Regions from separate parts of the Mus musculus genome. Here region 2 is linked to region 1. The links are chromatin contacts, called in public promoter capture Hi-C maps. All regions are on one chromosome and are shown on one strand. Each heading gives the region's core, a stretch centred on a gene start, on an enhancer-like site or on the middle of the called end of the contact. The rest is flanking DNA. Distances are from core to core; before and after follow the strand shown. Region 1 holds the start of Tbr1 (T-box brain transcription factor 1). Region 2 holds the start of Slc4a10 (solute carrier family 4, sodium bicarbonate cotransporter-like, member 10).

What was found. Capture Hi-C pulls out chosen DNA fragments and counts their contacts.
Region 2: a contact with region 1 is called in a promoter capture Hi-C map of pancreatic islet. The contact joins the promoter of Slc4a10 here to the promoter of Tbr1 in region 1. A contact is called at or near these places in 1 of 39 promoter capture datasets (hippocampal neurons), 4 of 484 Hi-C or Micro-C datasets (brain, cerebral cortex and forebrain) and 2 of 9 other capture datasets (adipose tissue and pancreatic islet).

The regions. Positions count from the first base shown.
Region 1 is chr2:61,802,511-61,806,650 of GRCm38.p6, reverse strand. Tbr1 (T-box brain transcription factor 1) reads right to left here and starts at 2,198. Exons shown (of 6, transcript NM_009322.3): 1 at 1,252-2,198; 2 at 523-677; 3 at 1-19. The coding sequence starts at 1,943.
Region 2 is chr2:62,044,436-62,048,352 of GRCm38.p6, reverse strand. It overlaps Slc4a10 (solute carrier family 4, sodium bicarbonate cotransporter-like, member 10), which reads right to left and starts at 1,838. Exons shown (of 26, transcript NM_033552.3): 1 at 1,661-1,838. The coding sequence starts at 1,708.

The DNA.
Region 1 (4,140 bases), core at 949-3,448:
TGCATATAGACCCGGTTTCCTTAATAAAGAAATAGCTTGTTTACATATGCTGCTCTGGGCACTGCCCAGTCCCAACTCCTTAGCACATAAAACACACACACACACACACACACACACACCTCATTCAACAATGAAACCCATTACCTGTTTTTGGGGGGACATACTTTCTTCTCTTAACTGGGAATTATTAAAATAGCTTTACTGTCCAGTCCCAACTCTGTACCATATCACACACACACACACACACACACACACACACACACACACACACACACCTTCACAGAGAGGACCATTAGCTGGGCTTTTTTTTTTAAAGCCGCGATTTCTTCCCATTAACTAGGAATGATTAAAATAGCTTTTGCATAATCCTCCCCTTTCTGTCTGTCCCCTGTCCCTCTCTTCTTTAGGAAGTCATTGGCCGACCGTTTTTAAAAAGTCGCTCGAGCCAGTCCACAAAAGGCTTTAATTAATCATTCTCACCTAAATAAGTGTCAAGAAAACGTGTTAATTGGAAGGACTTGCCTTGCACATTGGTGTCCGCTTTGCCACAAGGAACCCATTTGCCTCCTTGAAACCTCCAGTGATTGGGATCCGCCAAAATCACATCCACAAAAATATTGTAATGAGCGGTGGGATCGAGACCAGAAATGTTAAAACTCAAAAAGGGAAACATGCGCCTGTTTAAATTAAGAAGAGAGAGAAAACAAGGGGGGAAAGGGAAAATAAATGTTAAAGATTAAATGCAAGAAGCGGGGCGCCAGAAAGCTAAGCAAAACTTGTCCTCGCCGCGTGTCTGAACGAAATGTCTGCTGATCTAGGAAAGGGGGTAGTGGGAGAAGGGAAGACGTAGGGCCGAAGTCGGGAAGAGCAGCGAGCGCTCTGCAGTGGGGGACCAACAGGGATCAGTGCTCGGTGGAGAGCCGGTGGCGGCCTGCTTCTCCACCTGTCGGCTCGGGCCAGCTTTGATGCGTCGCTCTGAATGCCTAGGAGCGGCCGCGGCTCTCCGTCGTGCTCTAGCCACTGACTGGTTCTCCGACCGCATTGGCACAGCAGGCTCCCCGCCACCAACATCACGGTGGTTATTATCCCTTCCACATTCCCCTTTTCCAAAACCAGCCAACTCCAGGACGCACCCGAGCGCCTCTCCACTCCGCTCCCCGACCCCACATAGTCGCTGCCCGGCGGTCACAACTTGGGTGCGTTCGCCCAGGGTCACGCCTGGAACAGCGGCAGCCAAGAAAGTAGCATTACCTTCCCTGTTTAGTGATGATCATCTCCGTTTGATGCCGATGAAATTTCAGCCAAAGTGGCCTGTTGCACAGGTATACTTGCGCCTTGCCGGGCACCAACCCGGGCTGGGTGGAGGAGAACTGGTAGAAAGGGGCTCCTTGGTAGGAGTGGCCGTACTGCTGTGGGTAGGGGTAGCCGGCCGTGGGGTAGCCCTGCGGCGAAGAGTTGGACAGCAGGCTGTTGTAAGCTCCGTTGGTAATGACCGGGTGGTGGGCCATGTAGCGACTGGGGCTGCCGATGGAGAAGGCGGGATGCGCCGGTCCGTGCTGGCTGGGGTACGGGAACATGGCACTGGGAGCGGTGGCCGCAGACTGTGGCTGGCTGGACTGAGAGAGTAGGTAACGATCTGCAGCAGAGCCATCGAAACTGTGACGAAGCTCAGAGACCCCGTCCAAGACAGGAGAGAGTTTACTTCTCTGGACGTCCCCTGGTGAGTCCTTGGAGTCAGGAAAATTGTCTGTATCTGACTGATTCGTCATCCCCCTGGTAATTTTTTTCAAAGGTGAACTTCTCTCCAGGTTGTCAGTGGTCGAGATAATGGGATGATCATGCAAGACAAGCTCAGATCCGCCCGAATGTGGGTAGCTGCTGCTCACATTGAGAAATTTCTTGGAGAGCATGATAGAAGGAGAGAGGCAATGCTCCAGCTGCATAGCTCTAGAACCTGAACGCTGGCCCTCCCGTCCCTGGGTTTTAAAGTCCTGTTTATCATACACTAGGAATCCACAGACCCCTCACTAGACAGAAAGCACTTCAACCAGCAAATGCTTCTCAAAGGTTTGATTTACTTTTTTTTTTCCCTGGGAGAAGAGATTGGCCAATTGACACTATGCAGCAATCAGAAAAGGCTCACTTTTGATCTTGCTGCTTATGCAGCCGATGAAACGGCTCTTGCCATTGGTTAGCTGCTGACAGTAATTTAATTAGATAGACATTAATTAGGATAATCACCTGGCTCCTGGTCGCGACGATCATGGCAAATTGAAGGGGATGATTTTATTGTTGGCTTGGGGGGTGGGGAAAGTGTGTTGGTTTACGTGAGCTCTGTTATGTCACCTTTAAGCTTTGTGACCACTGCTTCAGGAAGATTCAAAGATGTGCAATTTACTAAACAGTTCCTTACCCCCCCCCCTCTCTTTAGAGAGGAGGGGCGGAGGAGGGAATTCGATGATGCTAGGAGACTTTTCGGATCTGAATGAGCCAAATATTCAGTTGAATGTAACGATTTCAAGTGCAAAGTATACAAAGCGCGAGCCGGTGGCCTCTTCTCGCCCTGTAAAACTTCCAGAGTCTGTCTTTTCCAGTTAATACACAGAAGCACACACACCTGAGCCTGTGCTTTGTTGAATCGGTATTGCGTGTCCTTGCCGCCCCCTCCCCCACCTTTAAACTACACGAGTAAATAAATAAATAAACAAACCTCTGCCGCTGAAAGCCACAGCGTTAAGAGAGGAGAAGAGGAGGCAAAGCAGTTAACCCACCCAGCAACCCACCTCGGGAAGGTTCGGTTTCCGGCAGGGGTACAGAAACAGTGACAATCTATGATCTCCTTTTTAAGTTTTGAAATAATCATAAGCTGTCGCGCTGAAGTGCTTTAATGTATTTGCAGTCATGTTTACTGGGTCGTTACTAAATATTTTATCAGCCAACTTGGTTGCAGATCATCTGAAGAGCAGCTAGCTGGGGGCGGGCGCCATGTATCCTTTGAGCCCCACCGCACTTCCTCCTTTCCGAGGCACTGGCTTGGTGACAGGTTCATAAGCCTCGCCAGGAAAAAGAGAGGGCTGAGTCCCCAGTGCAAATGGGTTCTCTAGAAGCGTTGATCTGGGGAGACAGAGTGGAAGCGGTGTCAATGCGATGATCTTACTGACTGGTGTGGTGTGTGTGTGTGTGTGTGTGTGTGTGTGTGTGTGTGTGTGTGTGTGTGTGTGTAATGTTTACATAATCCAGAGGGAGAGAAAAAGAACCCATGCCAGTAATTTTTAAAAGAGGATTAGCGAAAAGAATCGATGTAAAGAGATTTTGGCACAAGTAATACGAGGCCCCAAGCAACTCTGAGGTATAGAGAGAAAAGATCTAGTACCTGCTTTCACAGGCGGCTAGCCTTCGGCCTCGAGCCAAGAGAGCCTGAGATCTATAAACCCAGAGCTCATGCTTGTGTCCAGGCATGGCCAACCCTGAAGGCAAGAGGTGCAGAAAAGCAGAGCCAACCCCGGGCTTAGCTCAGCTCGGCCAGCAAGGTGGTGAGCTCAGGGGGACTAAGAGAGTGCCAGGCGACCTGTCTGGCTCAGGACCGAGAGGCTCACACTCCACCCATGCCTCAGGCAGGCTGGGTCTGGGAATCTATCTCCTCCAGATGGTGCCTCTGCCTTCAAGCCTTCAGTCTGAGTAGCCCCGCCAGAGCAGCAGAGTTCAAAGCTGGGTGGAACTTGGGTATGGTCAGAAAAGAGTTAACAGATTCAAGATGTGCTGGAGTTTGGTCTGCAGCGGCCAGCACTGAGCAGACTGCACCACCTCCCTCGGAGGCTTGGCGCTGTGGCTGCAGAGGGTACCAGCTGCAGCCTCCCACAGGGCACAGGAGCAAGACCTGGCACTGGTGGCCATAGGCCGGACAGGTTGATGATCAGATGTCTAAGAATCAAGTAGAAGCAATTTTCTGGGAGAAAAATAATGTTAGACCCGGTTTCCCTTTGAAAGCAAATCTCAGCTCCTATCCAGTTGGATTTTAGCCTTTGAGGCAGAATTGGAGTACCCAGGTTGTTGTTGGTGGGGTGAATATGTGTGATGACATTTGATGTTTCCCTCAATCTTTGCTGCTACTTTTGTCCCATTTTACCTGGTTGTGTCCTC
Region 2 (3,917 bases), core at 589-3,088, 240 kb before region 1:
CAAACTGGCTTCAGCCTGCTTTTCTAGGACAAGTCCCAACCCCCATCCACTCCCCTGCCACAAAAGGGATTTTCCCCCCTATATTTAATCTTTCCTAAATCTCCATCCTGTAATTCCTGTGTATAGTTCCTGTCGTTTACAGAACAAACAGCTCCTGGTATCATTAAGACTATTTATTCCGAATAACCACAGAAGCACGATTTATGTATCTATTCAAGTTAAGAAGGTACACAAATCTTTTACTCGTTTTTTTTAAATACCACACACACACACACACACACACACACACACACAATGGCTCTAGCTTTACGACAGTGCTGGCCAATTATCTGACACCCTTTCCCACCCCCCACCACTGTCCTTGCTCTTAATTTAGGCTCTGTTCTTCGTGGTGACACTGGTGTTCTTCCCACCTCTCTGCTCCCTCCCTATCCAAACCTGGTGTCCTGGGGAACACTGGGCATGCTCAGTAGCCACAGCTGATGCAGGAAGCAAACCGGGATCTTTTTTTGCGGCATTAGAACCCGGCTGCAGCCTAAGGCCCTAAATCAGCGGCCCAGAAATTGCTCTATCCTTCTACGGAATCACATAACTGTGTATTAGAAAGATGAGAACGGATTTGGAAAAGGACAGTTTACAGCGGTCCTAGTCTGCAAGGTGGGTCACAACCGAAGAGCTTCTCTCTTACATGGTTTGGTGCTGCGGAGATTTCTGCTGTTCTGAGCAATGATCACGCTGATAGAAAGCTAGGAGCTAACGTTTGGCATCTCCGCTTCACCATGTATATACTGACCTCCTCCCACCCCTCACCCACGCCTCCCTTGAGCTGCCCCAGACTAAAAGGGATGCTGCCTTAAGTCAAAGTCTGTGCGCCAGACAGAGGGATTGTGTAGAAGACAGGCAAATCAATCACACCAAATATTAAATCAAGCAGGCGGCTAACGGACCCAGCGATAAACAAATGGGCTAATGTCAAATGACAGTTCAGGAACCTTTCAGATACTCATATGTGAATAGTATGCCTGTCTCCAAAAGCGCATACCTTCCACATACACGAACTGTGGCACACGTCCATTTGAGAAAGAACTGACAGACCACACACACTCACACACACACACACACACACACACACACACACACACACACACACACACACACGACCCTTTTCCCGTTTTCTGCTGAGATCAAATCTCTAGAGCTTCAAAACAGCAGCAGATTCCCTCACCTCACTGCCTGAGGATGGAGCACAGGAAGAAATGTATTAAGGGCTAAATAGGATAAGGGGGTTTGGGGGTTCTTTGCAGGAGCTTGAGTCAGCACTGCAAATCTTCGGAAACAGAAAGATAAGCAATAGCAGGCAGAGAGAAAGACACATAACTGTCCCTGCTGCTAAACCCTAGCCATTTCTTCAAACAGCAACAAATATGAGACATTTCATCACCATGCTGCATCCATATTGAGGAGGGAAAAAAAAAAAAAAAAGCATGTGCTCTGCTTTAAGCATTTTGGTCTCCGGAGATGGGAGGAGACCCTGTCCATATGCTGTGGGAGCTATCCACCACCCCAAAAGTACACTCTGCCAGCACCTAGCAGCGTACCACTTGCCTGACAGGTTCAGCAGCAAAGCGGTTAATCTATTTGACAGCAGGTTGTCTCTTACCGTAGGCAGCAGCGGCTCCATTTGGGCTCCCTGGTCTTTAATCTCCATGTTCTGTAACACCTCTGGAAAAAAAGCACCTTGCTCTGCAGTGTCTTCAGTGTCTTCCACTCAGCCGGGCACTCGCTCTGCTTAGTATTCGGATCAGGTAGCTCTGAAGCAGGAGGCAACTGCACACTCCAACTCACCAGAGTCACATGGCTCCTACTCACTCGGGCTGCTGGCCAGGTTTTGCACTGATTGCCTTGAATCCTTGGGCCGGTAAGAGAGATCCCCAAGCCCTGAATCACTGCCCACACCTGGATACTTGTATAAAGTACAGACGATGATGCTACAAGTCCAAAGGGCAGTGAGAATTTTGCCTGAGATGATAACTTCTTAAACAAATGAGTTCATGCTGGCCTCTAACCAGTTCAGTCTGATTTTGACACCTTAAGACACTCACTGCATTCCAGAATCCAATAGGAAATAATAGTTCAAATATGGTGATGTCAATGCAAAGTCTAAATAGGAGTTCTCTTACCTACTATCATTTAGTATGATATTTGAGGTAATATGACTTCAAAATTAGAATGTCAGTGAGCTTGAACCATTCACTAACTTAAAAATGTAAGTGGTAAAATAGACATTTACTATGTTTAAATTGTGAGAAACTGGCAAGTCATACACTATTAAAAAGGATTTTTTTCTAAAATTTGTCTCTCAAAACAGACAGGAATGGAAAATATTCTGACAATAGCAATAGCAATGACTAAAATATATTAAAGGTCAATTAAAAGGTGGCAAATCTGATCAGTAGCTTAGGCATATATTCCTTGCCTTAACTAGTTAAGTAATTCATGGAAGGAGAGGAGTCAAAGAACACCATTAGAAAAAAGACATTGGCGATGGTCTACACACACATTCTTTAAATAATTATGGAATTCATTTTGCATACATATTTCTTGAAATTAATTATGGGATCTGTCTTCTGAATGTGCAGTCAACCCCAGGGCTTCAGATATGCTAGGCAAATATTTACCGCTGAGCTGTATGTCCATCTCTTAGGTCTTTGAGAGAGGGTCTCAGTAAGAAGCAAAGAGTAGCCTTGAAATGGTTATCGTCCTGTCTCTTAGTCTTAAATGTTGAGATTATAGGGGGCGGCCAAAACAGTTCCTGGTTGTATCTATTTTAAGTAATGAAATCCATCTATCCCTGGACCTCAGACTAAGAATATAAAAGTTTAAAGTATATAAAAATAAAAATCTCTTAGGAGCTAAAAGAGGATGGCTATAATTTATTATAAACTTAAAAAGCCACCAGATTTTATAATCCTTAATGGTGGGAATTTACATAAAATAATATTAATAATACACTAAAGTTTATATATCTCTTATTGTAGATGGAATTATGGATAACTTTTTCATCTTCAATACAATTCTTAAAATAAGTTTTTATTGCTTTCTGGGAAACTACTAGTTTTTATACTGTAATGTTAAGAGTAACAGTTTTGTTCATAGGACATTTAGATTATACAATGGAACTGAATCTTAAGATATTTGACTAGGAATAAGTGGGCTCAACTTGATTTTCTACAAAAAAATTGATGAGTAAGTAAGTGTTCCTACCCACACACATAACCGTAACAAACAATCAGAAATGATTTATATGAATAACATAATAAAACTGTCCTTTGAACATTAATTTCTATTTAGTAACTAATCCTAAGTCACCTAGTTTATATTTTTTCTAAATTAATTTAAACATAATGAAGAAAATTCTGACTTTTTTTAAAACTTTTTTAAAGATTTATTTATTTTATGTATATGAGTACACTGTAGCTGTACAGATGGTTGTAAGCCTTCATGTGGTTGTTGGAAATTGAATTTTAGGACCTCTGCTCGCTCAGTCCCTGCTCCCTCCTGCCCAAAGATTTATTTATCATTATACATAAGTACACTGTAGCTGTCTTCAGACACACCAGAAGAGGATGTCAGATCTCATTTCGGGTGGTTGTGAGCCACCATGTGGTTGCTGGGATTTGAACTCAGGACCTTTGGAAGAGAGGTCAGTGTTCTTACCTGCTGAGCCATCTCGCCAGCCCCCAAAATTCTGACTCTTAATTCCAAGTGAGACAATAAAAACAAAATTGCATTTAAATTCCTATTAATCATCATTTTCTACAATATGTATTAATAAACTCTGAATGTGCTTTGCTGGAACAACCATTGCTTTGGTACTCTACCAACAGTTCCAGTGTAATAGGAGTCACCAGACCCTA